4 separate regions of the Mus musculus genome follow, and all the other regions are linked to region 4. The links are chromatin contacts, called in public Hi-C and promoter capture Hi-C maps. All regions are on one chromosome and are shown on one strand. The core of a region is the stretch at or near the end of the contact, and the rest is flanking DNA. Distances in the headings are between cores, read along the strand shown.

Region 1 (2,946 bases), core at 183-2,682, 630 kb after region 4:
AGGTTGTGGTGGTGATGGTGGTGGTGGTGGTGGTGGTGGTGGTGGTGGTGATAGTGGTAGTGGGGTGTATATGCACATGCGTTTGTTGTGTGTGTCTGAGCATGCAGAAACCAGAGCAGTATGTCTTCCAGTGTTGCTGTCTGCCTTATTCCCTTGACAGAGTCTCACACAGAACCAGGAACTTACCATTGGTTAAGCTGGTTTGCCAGCCAGCTCCAAAACACAGATTAATACCAAATTTTACATGGGTCCTGAGGATTCAAACTTAGGACCTCGTTTTTTACAAACTTTTTACCCTCTGAGATATTCCCCTAGCCCCTCTGTTCCACAGGCTTTAATAAAAACTTCTGTGTCCTAGAAACAACCTGAAGAATGTAAAAGTAAACAGATGACATAGTCCACTAACTTCAATGTCTGATAATTAGTGGCTTTTCCACCTATCTTCTTTCACAGACACTACCCGATATTAAGTGGATGTCTTTAGGTTTCTATTGCTGGGGTAAAACATCGTGGCGAAAAGAAACTTGAGGAGGAAGGAACGAGTTTGTTTCAGTTTATGCGTCCGCAGCACACCCTGCCATTGAAAGAAGTCAGGGCAGGAACCTAGAGGGACCCTGGAACCGGAAGCAGGAGCTTGCGCAAAGGCCAAGGGAAGAATGCTGTCTATTTTGCTCTCTAGGACTTGATCAGTCCTTAAAGGCATACAAGGACCAGCAGCCCAGGGATAGCACCGCCCACAATGGTCTGGGTCCTCCCACCTCAAACGCTAATTAAGGAAACAGAGTCCTAAAGGCTTGCCTAAACCTCATTTTATGGGAGTCACTTTCTCAATTAAGGGTTCTAGTTTGTGGGGAGCTGACACAAAACTGGCCATTTTAGTGGGAATTTAATGTTTATCCTCCGTGACTTACCTGTGGTTCTGAGGGCTCAAAACACAAACACTGGTGCTTCTCTGAGCTCTAATCCTCCCTTTAGAGTCAAAAGGCCAAGCAGAGACACTCCTCAGACTCATAAACTCAAAATCTAGCTCTGCCGTTCTTTCTGTATGATTTGACCTCCCTTGCCTCTGTGACTCCTTGTAAAATGAGTACAATCGCATCTGTCTTGTAGTTTGGTTATCATGCGGGGTTTAGACCAGTGCCTGACTCGAAGGACCCTCTAGGTAAGTAAGCCATACTTAGTATAGGTACCTGTGAGGACTGTCAACTCTGAATCCATGCTGTCTAGAAAATGAGCCAAGCCCTAAAAGGAGGGGGTGGGAGTGGGGGTGGGCGGGGGATGGGCGGGGGGTGAGAAAAGTGAAAAGAAAGAAGACAGAGGAAAGGGTTTGGGTTTGGAGGAAGCTGGAGGAGGATGTGAGGGAGACAGGGGAAGGGGAGGGCTTGCGAGGGGGGCGTGGTGGGTAGGTCACGACTGGAGCAGAGAGGATCCTGGATCCAAGAGCCACTTGCAAGCCGGTCCTGGGCAGTCCGTGAGTAGAAACAGGAGGAGGGGCTGAGGAAGGGTGCGGTCTGGGTTGCCACCCAGGCTAGCCGGGAGCTACGGCCGGCCGAGGCTGATCTTTCACCTTCGCTGAGCTTCTGCCTGGGCTTCGCCTCCGCGGCCCCAAGGGTAAGTTTCCCATGCCCGCCCCTCTACAACCACGGAACATCAGGTTCCCGCGGAGTCCCAGGTCGTGAGCGCAGCTTGCTCCTGGGGCTGTTCCCTCCCCTCCCTTCCCCCAAGCCCTCTTCCCTTCTATGGAAATAGAAGAGACTTGACCTGGGGGGCACAAGGGCCGAGCTGAGTAAGTTATCAAACTTAGGGTCTTGCAGCCCAAGCTCACATCCAGGGGACTGCTCATTCCTAAATGTCTCGGAAACATTTAAAAGAAGAAGGGTTAGAGGAAGGTCTCCTGCCCCTGCTCAGAGTTCTGTGCTGAGAACTTTTTTCCTAAGGCTCCCATGAGAGATCTTTCTCCCCTCCAAGTGTCTTTTAGCTTTACTTTGTATAGGTAGGAGAAAGATGTATTGGACTTTGAGAGTTGGGGAACTTCGGTTTTCTCTTTTAAAAGACACCGTTTTCTTTGATTGCAACAGAATTCTATTCACTAGACATGAATCACCTCCCCTGCTTCTTGAGTCAGCAGGTGAGGTATCGAGGTAGAGGTATGTGGTTTGTGATTGCAAATAGCCATATATAGAAGTTCTGGGTCCTGTGCCAATAGAAAGTTGAGCAGCCGGGGCAAAATTCTTCCCCAGGAGGTGCGTTAAAGAGAAGAGGTTCCTGCCCCCGAGAGAACTTCAGTTTCTACTCCTCACCAACATCATAAAAAGCAGACTAAAAGGTTATTCTATGAAGAATCATTACTGGTTTTCCTGAAGGTGGAAGTTTCAAACTGCCTAGAAAGGTACTTTTAAACTCAAACGAAGATCAGACCACTGTCCGCAGATCTGTTGGTGTTGAGAAATCGGTAGAAATGCCAGCAGGAGGAAGTACAAGAAAATGTAGCTGCTGTAATCCCCTTCAGGAAGGATGTGTTTAAAGCTCTATTGTTAGATCACTTGGCTTGCACTATGGAGTAATTCTCTACTTTTTACAAGCTTAAAGGATGGCTTGATAATACTTCTTAGAAATTTCCACATTATATTGGATCAACAAATGTCAAGCATCAGTTTGGGTCCGGGGCCACAGGGCTTGGGGATTAACGGTTCATTCCTTTGCAATCTAGATGCCTGGGTTCAGTCGGGTCGACCCAATAGCTGTATGGTGGGGATTTCACTATTGCTTCCTGTGCCTCCAGCATCTTCCTGTGCTGTTAATGATGTCTCTCTCACTAACTAGGTTATTCTGAGGCTTATGTTTAAATCATTGAATACAGTTTTTTTTTTTTCATATACACCAGTGAATAAACATTGCACAAATCCCCAGCTTTGAGAGCTCACTTTCTAACACTTTGCCTGTCAC
Region 2 (3,239 bases), core at 122-2,621, 760 kb after region 4:
CACAACCAATCAGTTTCTGATTGGATCTAAGACAGCCCCCCTCCATCCCCCCCCCCCCAGTGAGATGGAACTCATTCCTGGCACTAGTAACAGGGCCAAGAAGCTATGACTAGGTAGATTATGGGCCCTAGGAGAGAACCTATGATTATTATTCTGTCAAGTGGACTGAATAACTGAGTATTCAAAACATTCCCCATGACTTGCTGCCGTGCCTACAGATTGGAGCACCTCTCAACTCCCGCCAGAGAAGCTTCCTATAGTCAGACAATGATTGATAGAGACCCAGAAGTGGTCAATGGGAAAAGAGTGAGAGACTGTGTGGAGTGATCAGCCCTAAATGGGAAATCTATATCATCCCCTCCCACCATGGCTCAGGGAAGTAGACTAATGATGGAGTTGAAGGACTGAGAGCCAGAGGTAGAACATGACTTCAGGAAACACTGTTTTCCATAAATGACAGGGCAGGTGCACACATGAGTTCAGACGGGCTGTGACAATGTGCACAAGACCCGTGCAACCTCCAGCCAAACACAATCCAATCCCAGCATGAAGGTGGGTAGGTTGTCAGGAGGAAATCTGCCACTAGCTGAAGAGCTATGAGCTTCAAGGAGAGGGAGAGTGAACTCTCTTTAATCACATCACTTCAGGTAGGTGGACCAAATTCCAGGGCAGGCCTCTCTCCCAAGAGCAGTTGACTCAGTGTGGTTGAGGAATGGGTTCAAAAGTTACATAGGTAGGGAGGTGTCTTAGTTAGGGTTTTACTGCTGTGAACAGATGTCATGACCAAGGCAACTCTTATAAGGACAACATCTAATTGGGGCTGGCTTACAGGTCTAGTGGTTCAGTCTATTATCATCAAGGCAGGAACATGGCAGCATCCAGGCATGGTGCAGAAGTAGCTGAGAGTTCTACATCTTCATCTGAAGGCCATTAGAAGACTGGTTTCCATACAGCTAGGATGAGGGTCTTAAAGCCCACACCTACATTGCCACGCCCACTCCAACAAGGCCACACCTTCTAATTGTGCCACTCCCTGGGCCAAGCACATACAAACCATCACAGAAGGTTAGAGTAGAGAGAGTGGATATAGAAGCTGGGAAGGGTCAATACAACAAAAACACATCGTATAAAATTCTGAAAGAATTAAAAAATATCTTTTTTAAAAAGGAACATATTCATCCTAGCAATGTCAATTTTAGGAAGTATGAAACATAAGTTGAGAGAACAGAGTCATTTATTTGAGGCAAATGATAGGTAAGGTATTCAGCCTTCAACGGAAGATGATGTCAGTAGGGCATCTAAGAACCAGACCTGGCCTTTGACCTGGTTGGTTAGTTGTGTTTCAAGATGAAAAATATTTTCTCAATTCTATCCAGTTCCTCTTGGGGTAGACAAGAGCTAAAAATGAAAGAAACGACAACGTGTTTTTGTTCAGCCCGGGCTCCTGGGGAAATCCCTTAACATCCTCAGCTAGTTGCTATGGAGGCAGCCAGAGATGAGCTCAGCTAATGAATTTGGGCTGACACTGTTGTGGGACGATATGACAGTCGCAATTAGTAGACAACTGAGTGTTAGGATTGTGCACCAAATAAAAATAGAAAGGCCACAATACAATTCACCAATCTAAAACCACGAGGGTCCCCTCAGAATGTATTTCTAAATGTTGGCTGAAGGAGCTGTGCACATTGTTTTCCTGTATACCTTCTCGTCTGCAAAGATTCCAGGGAGAGCAATTTACCTGCACATTGTCGCCAGGGCACAAAGGATGGGAGCTATTTGGGGAAGTAGCTGAGTTTTTTAATACTTTTGAAACGTTGTATTCCAGCCTTGTAGGGTTTTTAGAGTTACCCGGTTGTCATTGTAGACATTCTTCTCCCAATCATCAGGTTAAGTAGAAAGGGTTAAAGAACTAGACACCATGGTTTTGTTTAAAAGGACAATGATTGTACCATTGTCTGTTCTTGTCTGTACTCTGGGCTGGAGGATTTTTTTTTCTTCTTCCTGTTCAGAGCTTCCTGTTTAGTATTGGTCTGAGCGTGGAGAAGCGTCACTCAAATTCTGTAACAACAAACTGCAAGCTAAGGCTTTTCTCTGCTTTGTTTAATTTTCCTGAAGTGCCCCCTTTTCCCGAAATGATTTATCGTTGACCCGGCATGTTTTTCATCTTACTCAACACTCCCCTGGGGACATATTTAAAAACACAACTTAACTATAGTTCTCCTGGGTAGGGAAGTGGTGGGCTGAGGCAATGAAACCAAAGCACAGATTTGAGTGACCGTGGGCTGTTGACTTTATGCTAGCCTTTCATAAAGGGAGCTTTCAAAACAGAGTGGCCATTCCGCAAACAGTGTGCATTTCGTGGAAGCCCAGCTGGCTTCACGCCTGCCTTTCTCCCGGCCACAATGATCCTAACCAGCAATGTCTTTGTGTCATGATGCAGAAAGTTGGCAAGTACACATGGGCATAATGCTGAAGGGTGACTTCTAAGTGGGGGAGGGGATAGAGAAGGAACCAAAACCCTGTGTGGTGACAGGCTCCTCTCTGACATTGGCTCTTGCAATAGAGTCCACTCACTACTGTTGCCTCTCCAGAAGGGAGTGTGGTATGTTATTTTTAGGCATAAATTGAAATTTCTTTTGTTGCTAAAGTATATATAAAATAGAAGCCTGTGTTAATTGACTTTCTTTTTCTTTTGCTGTGTTCTAAATACTTCTGGAGACATTCTCCTGTAATTAGGAAAATGACTAAAGTCTCTGAAGATGGAACTGTGTTAATGATGAAAAGTTTTGATGTCAAACCACCATTAGAATAGAGCACTAAAGGTTTTACAAGTTCTGAACACGATGAATGTTGTTGATTGCTTATTTCTAAAAGAATCTTCCTTGTTTCTTTTTCTCCTTTCTTCCCACCTAATCATAAGTCTGAGAAAGGCTGATTCCAGTTTGCATGAGTAGCCTAGTTGGTCTATACAATGTCTTCCCCCTGTCAGGAACAGACTCAAGAGTGGTCATGTGGTTCAATCACGGCCAAGTTTGTGTGTGTGTCTTAGTGTGTGTCTGTATGTGAGTGCATGTGTGTTTGTGTGTGTGTATTTTTGTGTGAATGTGTGTGTTGTGTGTCTTTGTGTAAATGTGTGTTTGTGTGTCTATGTGTATACGAGTATGTCAGTGTATGTGTGATTATCTGTGTGTGTCTGTGTGTTTGCGTGTGTGTGTTTGCGTGTATGTATTTTTGTGTGA
Region 3 (2,919 bases), core at 55-2,554, 800 kb after region 4:
TTATTATCTCAATTATTTCTGTGGCTTTGATTAAAACAAATATAAAGGGGATGAGTGTTATAGTGATTGGTCAAAAGTACTACAGTCTACAGTATATAGAAACTGTACATATATACATATAGACAATATAAGTAATATATGTATATATGTGTGTGCGCACACACACACACACGTATTAAAAACTATAGTTTGTCCTTTTGCAGTCTGGGTCAGCATTTACAACTTTCATGCCCTGGTTACTCCATTCTCCATTCCTGTCCACTCATTTCTTCTCAGTCTTCCCACTCCTTTAGAGTCTCCTTCCTTGTGAGGAGGTGTAGGAAGTTGACCTGAATGAAATGATGGAGGCAGAATTGTCACAGGTGACAGAATCCACCATTCACAACTCCCCTGCCTCAGGCATGAGTCCTCCTTTATTTTCCATTTCTTTCTGTAGCAGCCCATATTCCCAGTTAGTCATTTCTGTGGTGGGACTGGTCTCTCTCTCTCTCTCTCTCTCTCTCTCTCTCTCTCTCTCTCTCTCTCTCTCTCTCTCTCTCTCTCGTTCTTTCTCTTTCTCCTTAGCAGTTACAGAACACTGCAAAGAAAACTGTGGGGTGTGATAGCAGGGTGGGGGTAGGGGTGGGGTGGGGAGTGGGGGTAGGCGATGAGGGTGTGATGGTGGGGGTAGGGATGGGGTAGGAGTGAGGATGGGGCTGAGGGTGTGATGGTAGGGGTAGGGGGTGGGGTGGGGGTGATGGTGGGGGTAGGGTGGGGTGGGGAGTGGGGGTATGGGTGGGGTGGTTGGCAGTCACAGGTTAGATACATCACTTAATTTTTGAAAGCCCCATTTTTCTTATTTATAAAATAGAAAAAAATTAACTTCCTTGCTATGGCCTAAGTCCCAATATATATATTTTTTAAGCTGGTAAGAGGTTTCTAGATATCACAACATTGATCTGGGATAATTGCTGAGCTCAGCCTGAAGCTACCCTTTATGTTCTACAAGAATGACTAAGAACATGGTAAAAGGGGAGGGGAGGGGAAGGGAGGGGAGGGTAGGGGAGGGGAGGGGAGGGGAGAGAGAGGAGAGGAGAGGGGGGAGGGGAAAGGAGAAGAGAGGGGTGGAAAAGGCTCCCCAGGGCAAAGTGCGAGGCCCTTTGAAGTTTTTTATGACTTGAGTCTGCCCAGATCACCTCGGTGGCTTGTCAAGCACTCTTGCAAAAACATGGACTTTGATTCCTTGAGTCTGGAGGGGGCTTGAGCTCTGAAACCCCGGGGTTTCTAGGTGTGTGGATGTGGGTCTTCCTGTGGCACTTCCGACAGCAGGGCCACAGGACGCTAGGGAACCAGAAGTCTTTAGCTCCGTATTCTTTGTAGTCTCTCTCTTCATTGTCATTCTTCGAGGCAGCAACCCACTTAACACGCCCGTTTTCAGTTTTCATTCAATTAAATGTGATGTTCCTTTCAGCACATTTTAATGAAGCAAAACTGCTTTTCAGAGGGAACAAACAGTAGGGTGAGCTGCCAGGAGAAACCTCGCTGAAGAATTCAGAAAGAATTAACACAAGGGCAGCGAAGGAGAGGGAGGGAAGGAGAGAGGGAGGGAGGGAGGGAGGGAGGGAGGGGGGAGGGAGAAAATAAACGCAAGGATGAGTTCTTAACAAACGTACAGGGTGAGCCCTGCTGTGTGAAGTAGGCAATGGGAGAAATTCTGGGTACATACAGCCTTGATCCGTCTGCTCCTACAATGGTTTGGAGCCCCACAGCCCTGGTAACCAAGGACAAGCCAAGGTTTAAAGAAATTCCTGGCTCCAGTACGCAGAAGGTGAACTGTGGCACTTTTCTTCCAATTTCTCTTTAGCCTACATGTCAGTACTTGCAGCTCTCTGCTCTCCCAGGCAGGAGAGGGTGAATGCTGGTTCTTCAGAGGCACTGGGGGCCACCCACTTGCCCAGCAGGTTCTGCCCAAATCAGGGCATTCCTTTATGAGCCCCAGTTTCTAGTAGTGCCCAGAGATTTGTAATTGTCTCTCTCAGCATGCGCAATATAGGTGGGATGTGGTATGAAAGAATTGAATAAACTTCTTATCCACAATTGTCAAAAAATAGTTGGAGATTAAAAATACACACAGAAACACACACACACACACACACACACACACACACACACACACACACACACACACACTAACCAAAGCAAGAAACACATATTACAGTCTATTAAAAAGCTAAGATTTGGTTAGGAACTGTGGAAAATAAAACTTAATGACACACCCTATTGCTTATAAGAAGACTTAACTTTCCTTATGGAGAGAGAACAGCAACACATTTTAAAAGGCGTAAGACTCAAATAAATGCTACAAGTGAATCAAGAAAGGAGCACGTGAGCTTGGAGTGCTGAAGTCCATTCAAGCAGGACCTGTGAGTGTCCAGGGCCTGCAGTGCATACTGCTGACCAAGTACTGGATGGGAATGAATGCTCCCCTGGGCAATAAAACCAAAAGAAGAAGAAGAAGAAGAAGAAAGCCTTCTAATTTCTTAAAACAATTGAATCTATTTCTCTCTGCCCTTTGCTGGTTATCATCCTCCCCTTGTGCATACATCCAGACCACTACTTTATATTCTTGACTGACAGCAGCTTGCTCTGCCCTTCAGATATATATATATATATATATATATATATATATGCAGGCAGATTTTTATATTGTTATTTTCATCTGCAGCCCACTTTCTTCTGCGGTTAGCAGACACCCCCAAGAAGAACCCTATAGGTCTAGAAACAACTGTTGCTGATTTTTCTAGTTTGAAAAAGAAACATTGTGTTATAATAAGATATTGAAACATAATTCCTAATGCTGTGGTATGGTGTGGGGGGGGGGGGGGCTTCAGGACTCAGAAGAAGAGACTCTGAAGAATAACACTCTTGCCCTCTTCCCAT
Region 4 (3,085 bases), core at 521-3,020:
GACCTAAAAGCTTCAAATGATACAGTATTGTGTGACTCCACCCACAGTCAAGGTCTAGCTGTGTGGTCTAACTAGACCCAAATATAAAAAGTGAGGTTAGTCGGCAACTAAAATACCGTTTACATACAGTTCTGAAATGCCCTATTCACTCAGTGGCAGATTTACCTTTATTTCCGCTTTTTGTTTTGAGATAGCTTTCCAGGAGCACACAATAAATTGACCATAGAGGCTGATGATCTAGGTTTGGGAGACTTAAGGAAAAACACGTTTGGTTGCACATGACTATCTCCATGGAGAATTAAGATAACGAGAATCAGTAAGATAGCATCTAAAACTGCTGTAGCGTGCCTTCACTGTGTACAAACAGCTCAGCTAAACTCCTGAACACAATCCGCCTAAACAGTCTAAGCTAAATAAGCCGCCGGTAGGGTTAAGATGACAGCTCCGGGAACTTCCTCTTCCTCACTGACCTCCTCAGTTCTGTGTCCACGCCTTTCCCTCTAGGAGGCAGGATATAAGCCATTTCAAATTCACAAAATTGATCCAATCCCACCAACACCACAGGCCAACAAGGCCAGTTTCCCTTTCTTCCTCTCTGCCTTTCCAGAGTGATTTCCAGGGAAGTGAAAAATCTAACCAACGATAAAGTATCCGCTGCAACAACTGCAACAACAAAGAACGTATTTACTCAAGCCTCTGCTCGCACAGCCTTAAAGGACGGACGGAAAGAGGAGATCCGAACCCCACGAATTCCGAGATTTCCTGTTTTGATTCACTTTCCCTCGGGTTCCCCACGCCAGCCTGGGAAGGCCTGCAGTTAGAACGCCAAAATATGCCTTCCTCTCCCCTTGGGAGACGCGGAGGCGGCACAGGCGACCACGATCCGCGTGTCCCGCCCCCGACCCTCACCTGGCCAGGCCCGGGGCAGCGCCCGGGGCCCGCGCGAGGACGGAGTCCCAGGAGCGTCTGGGGAGGCCACCGGGCGCGAAGACGGTTAGGCCGCGCTGCAGGCCGGCGCGCTTCCTGCCGCGGCCCCGGCCTCGGGAACCGCGGCCCGAGCCCCCGCTGCCCGCCGCCCGCCGCCGTGGGGGCCGCACTGCCTCCCGCGTCCACGGCGTGGGTTCCCGCCGAGCCGTTCTCACCTGTGAGGCTCTGAGCCCCGGCCTCGAAGCGGAAGGACCTCGACGCTCTGGGGTCCCCGACTCCGTCCCCCTCCCCACACGCACACGGCCTGGAACCCGCGCCCCCTGAGGCGACGCGGGCCGGCTCCCGCCGCCCGACACACACACACGCAGACACACACACACGCGACACACACGCACACCCACTCGCCGCGGGGCCGCCTCCCGCCCGCCAAAGTCCCAACTCACACACCCACACACGTTCGTCCCTCGCCCACCTCACTTCCCCGGGGAGACGCGCTCCCCCTCGCTCCACTCCCGGTCCGACTCCGAGGCACGGAAACACTCTACCTCATTCTCCTCCGCGGGCCCTGAACGAGCACCAGCAGCCATTTCCCCGCGGCTGGGGAAACACACACACACAAACACGCGCGCGCGCACCAGGGCCCCACAGATGCTCCCCTCCAGACCTCAGACGCAAACACAAACACCCACGCCCGCCCGCTCACCCCGAGGGGCCGCGGCGGCGGCGGGAGGCCGGGCCCCGGAAGGCGAGCGCGCAGGGCCGGGAGTCGAGGCCCGCGCCCCCTCCTCACCTGCATTCAGCGCGCCAGGGTCCGGACGGCGGCGACGGCGGCGGCGGCGGGGCGGCTGCTGCTGGGGCTGCGGCGGCGGGGGAGGCGGCGGCGGCGGTGGCGGCGGGGCTGAGGGCAGTAAAGACATGCAGGCAGCCCGCCGGGGGGAGAGGCACCGGCCGGAGGGGACGCGGGGCGGGCGGGCCGGGCCGGGCCGCCTGAGGAACCACCGAGGCGGCGGAGGGCGGCCGAAGGGAGCGCAGAGCAGACGGATCGGGGGGCGGGGAGGGGGGACGCGGGCCGCGCCGCGCAGGACCGGGGCGACCGGGGCGCGTAGGAGAGGGCCCGCGGTCGCCGGAGACGCCGCTGCGAAAGCCTCGCGGAGCCCGCCCTTGGCCTTGGCCTCCTGGCGCTGAGGCTGCCGCCGCCGCGGGGGTCGATGCCGAGCCGGGTCGCTGCCGAGGCCGGGGCCGAGGAGAGAGAAAAAGAGAGGGAGAAGAGAGAGAGAGAGACGCGAGCTTTCGATGCCTTCGCTCTAATTCACACACGCTCACAACCCCGAGGGCCGGGGAGAGAAGTCCAGGCGCTATCGCTTTAGAGATTAATAACAAGGTGCAGAGAGTGCGAGGAGGAGGAGGAGGAGAGTTGATTGACGTGGAGGGGCTGGCGGGAGTCAGTCACTCCCCGGCGCCGAGGGGTGGGGTGAGGGGAAGGGGGCGGGGCCCCGGCGCGCCGCGCTTCGGGAGTTGCGCGTGCGCGCGGGACGGCCAAGCGCCTGGCTCGCTTCTTACCGTCGCCCTCGCTGGTGTTTTGGGAAAAAAAAAAAAACTGCTTTATTAGATTGAGTGGAGGGTAGAAGCCGAGAAGACTCGTACGATTAGCAGAACCTAGGTGCTGATGCTGGGGATGGGGAAGGGACACGCGGGTGCTTGCACTGTTTCCTGACGCTGGCCCACGCAGGCCCACAGCAGAGCTCAGGGCATTCTGGGTGGTTAATTAAGGAGACCTCAGGTGAGGTGGAACGACCCAAGGAAATGTTTTCTGACGTCCTCAGTGGGTTTCTTGACTTCTTCTTCTTCTTTTTAAAAACAGCATGTGTAAATTGCATGGCGGGAGGTGGGTTTAAAAGCCTATGACGCTCTGCGATAACCCCGTCCTATTTTTAATCCTCTCTCGCGATAAAATTGTATTTGGCAGTTTGCGGCGGTTACGGAGTGAAAACATTTAAGTGTAAACTGGAAATATTATTGGTTACCGTGTGAATGGAGCTTGCTATTTTAAGTCCGGAGGATTTTACTTGTGCCACCTGAAGCTTCTTCCAACAAAGCTAGAAGCAAATTGCATGTGCTCTGCAAGGCAGAGTGCTGCCTTGGATTTTGCACTTTTCCG

The links. Promoter capture Hi-C pulls out the DNA fragments that hold promoters and counts their contacts. Hi-C and Micro-C count contacts between places; a contact is called where the count stands out from the background.
Region 1: a promoter capture Hi-C map of liver shows a contact between it and region 4. The contact joins the promoter of Anxa3 here to the promoter of Cnot6l in region 4. A contact is called at or near these places in 5 of 39 promoter capture datasets (cranial neural crest, frontonasal cranial neural crest, hematopoietic stem and progenitor cells and 2 more), 1 of 15 datasets of contacts at CTCF or cohesin (the NIH/3T3 cell line), 11 of 115 datasets of contacts at active chromatin or transcription factors (acute myeloid leukemia, bone marrow-derived macrophages, embryonic stem cells and 6 more) and 1 of 9 other capture datasets (adipose tissue).
Region 2: a contact with region 4 is called in a Hi-C map of B cells, with 20 read pairs. The contact joins the enhancer-like site here to the promoter of Cnot6l in region 4. A contact is called at or near these places in 3 of 39 promoter capture datasets (the C10 cell line, pre-B cells and second pharyngeal arch cranial neural crest), 4 of 484 Hi-C or Micro-C datasets (B cells, CD4 T cells, LSK cells and 1 more), 6 of 115 datasets of contacts at active chromatin or transcription factors (bone marrow-derived macrophages, effector CD8 T cells, extraembryonic endoderm stem cells and 3 more) and 1 of 9 other capture datasets (liver).
Region 3: a contact with region 4 is called in a promoter capture Hi-C map of cranial neural crest. The contact joins the enhancer-like site here to the promoter of Cnot6l in region 4. A contact is called at or near these places in 7 of 39 promoter capture datasets (the 3T3-L1 cell line, the C10 cell line, cranial neural crest and 4 more) and 1 of 115 datasets of contacts at active chromatin or transcription factors (embryonic stem cells).

The regions. Positions count from the first base shown.
Region 1 is chr5:96,791,953-96,794,898 of GRCm38.p6, forward strand. It overlaps Anxa3 (annexin A3), which reads left to right and starts at 1,433. Exons shown (of 13, transcript NM_013470.2): 1 at 1,433-1,611.
Region 2 is chr5:96,915,665-96,918,903 of GRCm38.p6, forward strand. The region is part of intron 1 of Gm33370 (predicted gene, 33370); the gene reads right to left. Among named protein-coding and RNA genes, the nearest start is that of Gm8013, 4.0 kb to the right of the region's middle. Within about 2 kb of position 1,372, at least 116 of the 459 cell types and tissues checked have an H3K27ac peak or open chromatin away from gene starts, as enhancers often do. A contact at or near this core is called in B cells, LSK cells, bone marrow-derived macrophages and 5 more, where this site is marked.
Region 3 is chr5:96,963,312-96,966,230 of GRCm38.p6, forward strand. No RefSeq gene overlaps it. Among named protein-coding and RNA genes, the nearest start is that of Gm46916, 23 kb to the left of the region's middle. Within about 2 kb of position 1,305, at least 76 of the 459 cell types and tissues checked have an H3K27ac peak or open chromatin away from gene starts, as enhancers often do. A contact at or near this core is called in embryonic stem cells, where this site is marked.
Region 4 is chr5:96,160,220-96,163,304 of GRCm38.p6, forward strand. Cnot6l (CCR4-NOT transcription complex, subunit 6-like) reads right to left here and starts at 1,771. Exons shown (of 12, transcript NM_144910.2): 1 at 1,718-1,771. It overlaps Gm52799, which reads left to right and starts at 1,576. Exons shown (of 2, transcript XM_030254979.1): 1 at 1,576-1,672; 2 at 1,920-3,085. The coding sequence starts at 1,576. The coding sequence ends at 2,536.